2 separate regions of the Mus musculus genome follow, and region 1 is linked to region 2. Evidence: chromatin contacts called from public promoter capture Hi-C data. All regions are on one chromosome and are shown on one strand. The core of a region is the stretch at or near the end of the contact, and the rest is flanking DNA. Distances in the headings are between cores, read along the strand shown.

What was found. Promoter capture Hi-C pulls out the DNA fragments that hold promoters and counts their contacts.
Region 1: a promoter capture Hi-C map of liver shows a contact between it and region 2, with 2.3 times the contacts expected there. The contact joins the promoter of Map3k12 here to the promoter of Kmt2d in region 2. A contact is called at or near these places in 3 of 39 promoter capture datasets (cranial neural crest, liver and pre-B cells).

Annotation. Positions count from the first base shown.
Region 1 is chr15:102,514,836-102,519,250 of GRCm38.p6, forward strand. It overlaps Map3k12 (mitogen-activated protein kinase kinase kinase 12), which reads right to left and starts at 2,169. Exons shown (of 16, transcript NM_001163643.1): 1 at 1,953-2,169. Tarbp2 (TARBP2, RISC loading complex RNA binding subunit) reads left to right here and starts at 3,357. Exons shown (of 9, transcript NM_009319.3): 1 at 3,357-3,767; 2 at 4,287-4,415. The coding sequence starts at 3,715.
Region 2 is chr15:98,868,103-98,872,839 of GRCm38.p6, forward strand. Kmt2d (lysine (K)-specific methyltransferase 2D) reads right to left here and starts at 3,103. Exons shown (of 55, transcript NM_001033276.3): 1 at 2,912-3,103.

The DNA.
Region 1 (4,415 bases), core at 919-3,418, 3.6 Mb after region 2:
TCTTTTTAGTTTGCTGAGACAGACTCAATGTAGTCTTGACTACCCTGAAACTTGTAGTGTAGACAGGCTGGCCTTGAACTCACAGAGATCCACTTGTCTCCACCTGCCTCCACTGTGCTGAGGCTTCTACCAGCCACCATGCTCTGTGCTTCCTTTGTTTACCTCCTCAAGACAAGAGGTAATAATGAGGAAGAAAGGGAGGTAGAGAAAAAAAGAAAAAAGGAAAATAAAGAAAAATGCGACCTGCCAGGTCTGTCAGCACAGGCCTCAAAGGCTCAGCTATTTAAGAGGCTGAGACAGGAGAATTTAAAGTTCAAGCCCTGAGAGGTAACTTAGTGGCACTGTCTCAAAAAATTTGAAAACAAATAAACAAACAAACAAACAAACAAACAACCCAATGGTGTACTTTGGTGGTAGAAAGCTTGCCCAGAATGTAGGCCCTGGGGTCAATTCCTAATACCATGAATAAATAGATAAAACTGAAGAACAGGGCTCTTCTCTGGAGCTCCCTATGCCCCAGAACAGCATGGCCCCTATCCTGGTTCACACATGACCGGGCTTTCTGAGGGCAAATGGACAAACTCTCCTAAAGCCACCATGTCCTCTGCTGGCATCCTTTCAATGGATTCTAGAAAAGCTGCCACCTCCCATTCTCTTACTCCCTAGGCATGGGCAGCAAAGGCAGAGGTGGGTGCTGGAATTTCGTGTTCTCTATCATTTTATTATTAACCCCCATTCCCAGAGACTCAGAGCAGTAACTGCTTTTAACAGGGTTTTGCTCTTGTGAAGAAGTCTAGGAAACCCCAGCCACACCTTCCATCTTCCACCTCCATCCACCAAAGATCTAGGACTTGGCAAGTATTGGACCTTGGGGTCTTCCTGGAAGTCAACAGTTGGTTAGACCCAACTTGGGGCCCAGATAACTTTCCATGAGAGATGGCAGCACTCTTGAACTTGTAAACACTAATGTTTGGACAGCAAGGCCCAGAGGGAACTTGGGCTGTTTCCTTTCCAAATTCTTGCTACTGGTGTAAGCTTGGGATGACCCTCTGCCTGAAAACCACGAGGCGGCTGGGAGAATCAGAAGAGAGTTTAGAGTGAGGCTCCAGGTGCCTGGGGTGTGTGAGACCTCATGTGCATGCTCTTTTGGTTGAAGGCCAAAGAGGCAGAAGACAGAGAGCCGCAAGGCTCCTCCCTGCAGCCCTACTACTGTTTATGGAACCCACCCCTCTTCTCTTTCTACCCTCAGCCAAAGCCTTGCCTACCAAGATTGTAAGCCAAGGAGTTTGGTGAGTGTGTGAGAAAAAGGGAGGTTTGTGAAGCGCCTGACTAGGGAAATGGGTTAAGGAAACCAGAGACGAGCAGGCAGAAGAGAGAGAAAACTACATCCAAATGGAGGACGGGGTGCAACAGCTGGACGGTAGGGAATGCCACAGCTGGAGATTAGAGGGATTACAGATGGACGGGGGAGAGGGCCCTGCCAGGGCATGCAGGTGTAGGTGCAGCCTAATTTTCAGGTAGAGCCTATTAGGTGCAGGAGTGGGGGAGGGGGGCGGTGGGTATATTAGGCCTTGCCCTTCCATCCCTTCCCTGGAGGGGGCCACAATTCTCCCTCCTTTCTAGGTCCTGAGGTTGAGGAGGAGAGGACGTGCTCTTGCCCGCTGTCCTTTAGGTCTTCCCCTAGCCACCCTCATCCTCGCATAATCCACCACAGCTTTGGAGGCTCTTGGTCTCCAAGCTGGGCCGCCGCATCCCTCAGCTTCGCCCGGTTCCTTCCTATCTCCAGGCGTCGGGTCCAGGGCTCTAGTTCCTTCATACCACAGCTTCAGCATCCTCGAGTCACCTCCTCCCCCACCACGCCACAATTGTATCCCGACCCTCCCTCCACGCCAGGATCCCAAGACCCGAACCCATCCCTGCCCCCCACCCCCACAAGTCGCCCAGGCTCTCACCTCGGGGGCTCCGCGGCCGCAGCACAAAAGGCGGCGCTGCTGCAGCTCCGCTCCGGATGCTGCTCCCGCCTCCTCCTCCTCCTCCTCCTTCCCTCCTCCCCCCGTTGCCCTCCACCGGACCTGGAGAGCTGTCACCGGCGATGCTCGTGTGGAACTCAGGTGTACGGGTGTCAGCCCCAGCTTTTAGCCCCCACCCCCTACTCGAAGCCCCGTCCCCACTCGACTTGAACTCCCGCTCCTTCCAAAGCCCCCGCCCCTGGCCCCCCGGGACGGACACGCCCTGAGCGGGGGATGCTGCGCTGGAGTCGCCGGCCTCTTAAAGGAGCCTGTGGCTGCCATCCGGCGCGATCCAGGCTCCTTCCTGGAGGTGTTCTACGGCAGTTCCACTTTGGTCCTCATGCGGAATCTGTAGGATCCCCTTGTGACCTGTCTTACAGATTCTTTCCTACACCCCGAGAGCGCAGTCCATCAGTATACACAACGCTCTGGCACTGGTCCCTTGTCATACCGACATCTCCAGCTGGCCTTCCCTCGTCGCTGCTCCATTTTCACCCAATTGGAATCCACCCAGCCGTAGGTCCCTTCCCACTTCTGTGCTCCTGGATGACCGATCGCTCGTTTTCATTACTGATTCCTCTTACCTCTAACCCTATTCCTTTCTAGCAAGACATCTTATCCTAGACCCATTTTAAAAAACACTCTTTGAATCACGTTTTTCGTGGTATCACTTTCTCCTTCTGTCCAAGGTCACAAGATTTCCCATATTTCTTTCACTCTGGTGGTATCAAGGCTTTGGAGAGCCAAAGGTAATCGTTAAGCTCTGCGCGTATATTAGTTCGTTAATTATTCCTGTGCTCTTTCAGGTGAGACTAAACACAGAAGGTCCATCTAATGATTCTCGGGACAGTTAAAAGAGGTTCACTAGGGCTGATCTAAAGAGGCACGAACCCTGTCAGGCTGCGTGGAGTTAGTGAAGAGAGGCGAAGGACAAGCCACAGAAAAGCAACGGGTTTTTTGACACGGAGTGCTGAGAAGCTTACGCTACAGCCTGGGAGACCGGGTCTGAGGAGAACTCCGGACTTATAAAACCCCAGAGCTCTGGGGTGGGGGTGGCCAGGTAAGGCACACCCTCTGGGGCAGCAAAAGGACTTCGGCCAATCACAGCCTTTCCTCAAGGAGAAGGCTACACCTTTCCTCGTCTCCGCCCTCTGGGCCAAGTGACCAATCTGCAAGCGCCTACAGGAAGTCGCTCTCAGTATAGCCAATAAAGCAGCGAAGCCCGCAGCGGCGCCCGAATGACGCGCTGGCGCCTGGGTTCTGTAGTTCTCTCAGGGAGACAGACCTTACCGCCCCGCCCCTGGCCGCCTACACGCAGCTAATACGCATGCTCACAGTGTCGGCTTGGGAGGAGGCGGTGCGCAAGGAGGAAGGCGGGAATGACATTAGGAAAAAAAAAAAACCAAAAAAACAAAAAACCCAACCCACTCGTAGTAGCTTGGGAAGCTTCCGCCGAGGGTCTGCTCCTCCCAGAAGGCGGTGCAGATGCCCGGGCGAGTCTCGCTGAGGGTTGTGGGGCGGGTAGCTCGGATCCATAAGAAGACACAAGGAGCCGAGTGGGCGGGGGACTCCAGATCCCAGCATGCCCCGCGGCGGGCCCTACCGGCCGCGACTCCGGGCTTGGCCCCGGCCCTAGCTCCTCGGCGGTGTACTGGGGTGCGTGGAGGCTGTAGTCACGGTGGCGCCCGCGGGGACGGAGGAGGGAATGAGTGAAGAGGATCAGGGCTCCGGCACTACTACAGGCTGCGGGCTGCCCAGGTGAGCTGCCTCGCTTGGATTCCTGAAGGACGAAAAGTGTGAGGTGGTGAGGAGGGGCGGCGGCGCGGCCCCAGCATGCACCTGGCCTGAGGGTTGTTCCCAGCAAGCACTGGGGTAGTGGGCAGAGGTTCCCGGCATGCACTGGGGCTGTGGCCAACGCCTCCAGCTCTAGTTTGGGGTTGGCTTGATTCCCAGACTGCACTAGAGCCCTGGGCTTTATGCCCCGACGTTCAGTGTATTTGGTGGGTACTGGGTTCCCGAATTGTATTGTGTCGGGGGAAATGCACGTTCAACCAGCACCACGGCACAGGATCCCTCGCCTTAACTGAGAACAGTACATTCTCCACTTGCCTTGGGACCTTGCTTTCCCTCATGCACCTTAACTTTTAACCCAGCCAATGGATGCTATACTGCCTGGGAATTCATGGACCCTATAATGTGGCTAGGTCTAATGTGACAGTGATTTGCCAGGTGGGTGCCGAAAGGGGAAGTGTGATGTTGGTCTGTGCCCCTTCCCAGCATAGAGCAAATGCTGGCCGCCAACCCGGGCAAGACCCCGATCAGCCTTCTTCAGGAGTATGGGACCAGAATAGGAAAGACGCCCGTGTACGACCTTCTCAAAGCCGAGGGCCAAGCCCATCAACCTAA
Region 2 (4,737 bases), core at 1,853-4,352:
AGACGCCCTTAAAAACAACTGTACGTGATAAAGGTCTGAGAAATCCATCTCCCATGTTTTCCCCTCCCCTTGTTTAGTCAGTGGTCACACCAACCTGGGTACAGATAATCCTGTTCTCTAAAACTGGAAGGCAAATACCCTGGTCAATCACTTGGGGCTGAATAACAAGGGGAGCCCTCAAAGTGCCCGGCAATCAGTAACTCAATTCCCAGCCAACGCAGACTCCGTTTCCTTCCCTAAGCCCCCAGTTCCATTGCCAATGTTGGCGGCCCCCTGGAGCCACGCAGAAGTGAAGCCGCCACGTTCCTTTCCCCCTAATGCTCTGACCCTGCCAGGGAAGGCCCAGCAGCAGCACCCGACACCCATTACCTCTTCCCAAGCCTCATGCACAACAACCCATCTGCAGCAAAGCAGGATGCTTATCTGGCCGACTTACAGAGCATGCTCTGAACTGCAAGAGGCCCTTACAAGCCACCTGTGGGAAGTGGGAACTGGAGCTCAAGGCTCAAGCCAGGACCCTCTGCCTATTCAATCATTCAAGGCCTGGTCACACCGAAGGTCCAAGAGGACTTTAAAGTTTCCTAAATGTTTGCATCTAACCATATCTTCCTAACAGATCCTCCAACAACTTTGTTCTCAGAGTTGAGGCCAAGAGAGCCACAAACAGCAACAAAGAGAAGTAGAAGGCAACAGTGATAATACAGTGGGTAGGAGGGCCACCTGACACAAGGCCAGAGGGACACATTCCTCGGCCCTCCCCCAAGCACAGCTCGCTCCCTAGCGCTCTCTCGCTCTCTCCTGCTCTCTCTCTCTCTCTCTCCCTCCCTCTCTCTCTCTGCTAAAGCTAGCACTGCCCAAGTAGGTACAGAAACTACCTTCTCCATCTAGCCTTGAGGATCAAAGTAGAAACCCCAGCAAAGAGAGCACCCCACTTACAGAGCCATGGAAGGTCCAAGACTGAGCGGCAAACTCTCCTTTTTCTGTACCATAAAGAACCCAGGGACACCTCCAAGTAGCCTGAAACCTCAGCCCCTAACTCCTCAAGCTTTCAGCCCAGCATCTATACCAAAATACCAAGTGCCATAGCAATCAAGTCCCTGGAGCCTTTTGAGCAAATAAAACCAAGGGCTCCCCCATCCCATCATTCACAGCCAGTAAACAGACACACACATATATCCCAAGGGGGTTTTCCCTGGATCGAAACTAGGCTAATACCTGCGCCAGGCTTGCTCTGAGCTAGGGAGCTGACACCCGGAGTCTTACATCTAAAAACACCCAAAACAGCCCAGAGAGGTGGCAGAGATTTACCCCACCACTCTCCTTCCTGTGTTCACCCTAGACCAACAGGCTTCACTCCATTTTCTCTGCAAGGGAGGAAATGGAGGCTTGGAGGGGTGAAAGGCTGGAGCCCTTGAGTGAACAGCTCTTCAGTGGGACTCAGGACTTCCTGGTTCCCAGCTAGAGAATCAAACCACACCTCTCTCCTCCCCCATTTTCAGTCAGCCCTCTAGGAAGGATCCAAATGGTAACACATTGTCCCTGGGTAGCCTAGGGGATCAGCCAGAGCTAACAAGGTACAGTCTCACCTAAGGATGCTATCTAAGAGCAGACAAGAGAGGCAGAGACCATAGATGACAGCTCACTTTACCCCGCACCCCTATGCCAACTCTCAGAAAGCTTTCAAGGGCAAACCCCCTGCTTTCCCCTTTCTGAGACAATACTCAAGGAGACCTAGCAAATGTATTTTGGAGGGGGTGGAATGAGGGCGCAAAATGCACTAGCCAAATCCCTGCTGGGCAACATGACAGGTGTGAGAGAGGCTGTCCCCAGCCCGGGGCCCAGAGGCTGAGGCGGGAGGCTCATGCTGCACCCTTCCTGCTGTAGATACACACCCCTTCTCCCCAGCACCTCCTACCAGGGCTGGAAACACTGGCTTCCAGCAGAAAAGAGCACAAATAAAGTCATTTCTCCATCAAAGAGGCACAAGCTAGCCTACTCTGCAGAGCCGGGGCAGCACCTGAGAACTATTTACCATTCCGTAGCCAGAAAAGCATTGTAGAGATCTGGCGGGGGCTTTCAGGATTGGCCAGGGACTCATGGGCAGCTAACTCTACACTAGGCCCAGAGAAAGCAAGAGACAAAAGCCATTTTTTTGCAGCCCACATTCGTAGAGAACAGATCTCAACGGCCTCCTCTATAATCCCCCGGAGATTATGTCCATCCCAAGAGGAGGGGAAACGAAGCAGGCTAAGACACCACTAGGCCTTGCTGGGGTCACTTTGCCAGGCAGAGTAGTTAAGTTGAACAGCAGGGGCAGAGCTGCCCCAGCCCCACCTCCTTCATGCCCCAGCTCCCCTCTTCATCGCACCAGTTTCCACCCACCCTCCCCCCCCCCCCCCACCTCCCGGGTGAAGGACTCAGGGCTCCTTGAGTTTCCCACGGATTGTTTTGGGTGCCCAGGTAGGTAGGAACAACATTAAAGTCCAATCTGGCAGTATGTGGGACCTGGCAGTGGCATCCCCCCACCAAGTTGCTCTGTCCCAAGGAACCCTGGGGGTGGGGGTGGGGGACAACAGCCTGGGATTGGTGTTGGCATCAGGGCCTGGGTCCTAGTTTGGTCGAACTCCCTCAACACAAAAATAAACAGGCAGAGAGGCTATCTGGACATGTTCCCAAACTCCTGTAGTTCCCTGAACCCCCAATCTTTAAAGAGGCACACCCCAAGAAACCAGGCCTCGGTTCTGCCGTGGCAACTGGCTCAGATTCCCTTGACAGACCCTGCCAAAGGAACCCTCCCCAGCTCTGGCACCCCTTTCTCCAACCTAAAGGCCAGCCACCGGCCAAGATAGTCCATCTGGCTGTGCCCCTAGTCCAACCCTTTCTGGGCCCAGGCCGGGCGGACTTCACTCACCTCTTCACAGGGCGATCCAGAAATCCTCATCCGAGAACATGGCCAGAGCCCGGGCCGCTCCCCGACCTCCAACCGCCAGAGCGAGCACAGCCGCCCCCCACTCGGGGGGGCTTAGGGAGACCAAGAACGGTAAATCCAGGTCGGAGTGGTCACCCTTCCCCCGGGGGTTTAAAAAAAAAAAAAAAAAAAAAAGCAAAAATCCAACAGGGGTTCTCTGCCTCAGGTTCCAGCAGTTTAGGTTTCCATGAACAGCCCCAGGGCGGCGAATCCCGAGCGGACACAAAGAGAGCACCGGTGGCTTTGATCTTGGGCGAGCAGGCTCCGCATCCGCGTCGCGGGGCGGCCTCTCAGTCCTAGGGCCCGGCCAGCGCCCCGGCCGCCCGCGCCGGGCTCGGGCGGAACGTCGAGGCTCTCCAGATGGAACGTCGAGGCGCCTCCCCAGCAGCCCGGAAGGAATGCCGCGCCGCGCCGCGCCGCGCGCCGGGCCCGGATGGAACGTGAGCCCCTCGCAGCCGCGCCGAGCCCCTCTCCCCGCCGGGCCGGCGCCCCGGGGCCGCGCGAGCTACGGCGACGCGGAGCCGGCGGGGCCGAACCTGACACACACCCAGCGCCGGGCTCCGCGACCCCGAGCGTCCCCCCTCGGCGGCTTCGAGCCCCCCACCTTCTGCTCCCCCCGGGGAAGGGAGGAGGGTTGGTGGGCGAGGAAGAGGAAGGGGCGGGCGGTGCGAGCCCTCTGCCCGCTCCCCTCCGGCCGCTCCAGGCCCAGCGCTCGCCTCCCTTCCCCTCTGGCCTCGGGAGCTGCCCCGCCCCCGGCCTGGCCGCCTGTGGTCAGCGGCACCCCCTAGACCCCCGGCAGGCACTGATCGCGGGGGGTCTAGAGGTGCATGGTCCAACCCCGGCTCCCGGCGCCGGGGGGTCAGGAAACTGAGCGGAAAGTGGGGAACGAGGCAGCCATTTGCAACCGGAGAGGAAAGTAGTGCAGCGCGGCGCCGCTCCGCCTCCCCCCTCCGCCTCCTGCTCGGCCGGTAGGGTGGTTCCTGCGAAGAGGCTCTTTCCTCGCCTTGGAGCTGGGCAGCGATCGTAGAGACTCGTGGAGCGTCCGGCGCGAGATCCAGGGGGCCCTTTTGCCTGGGGAACCCCACTCGAGAAGGGGAGAAAGGAGAAGAGGAGGCCCTATTTTGTGTTGGAGCGGGGCGGCGGAGGGGTACAGCCCTCTTGGAGGAAAGGCTGTGACTCTGCAGTTCTACGCACACGCTCCGGGATCCCTCCGCTGCAGATTAACCCCGACTGCGCCAGGCTGGCCGCCGGGCAGACACGTGGGAATAAAGCCCCCCTCTTCTTCGCCACGGCCCAGGAGCTGCCTCCTTTACCTTCTGGGTGGTAAAGCTAGGATTCTGGCCACTTTTTAATTCTGTTCCCTAAAGTCACTGACCCTTGGAACTCCTTTCTTTGGCTGGGGGACAATCTTTGCCAAGGGGGGGTGGGGGGTGAAAAGAGAGCCTGGAGATTGGCCGCAGCTCTGCATCCTGGGAACTGGAGTCCGCAAATGGAGAAAGTGAGGCACCGTGCCTGGCGCTGCAAAGGGTGGGTTCTTGCCACGTTTGGGGGCCGGAAGAAAGCTGGACGACTCTCAGGTCTTCTAACTCCAAGACCCTTTGGAGTAGAAGTATTGTCGGTGTCCTCGCGATCCCCAAACAACCACTTCCCGACCAAAACATCAATGTAGAGTGTCCCCACCCCATATTTAATTTTCCCGAAAATCTTCTAAACCTGTCTTTTATTTCTTCTTCTTCTTCCTTAAACTAAGCTAAATACTCTGCTACTTG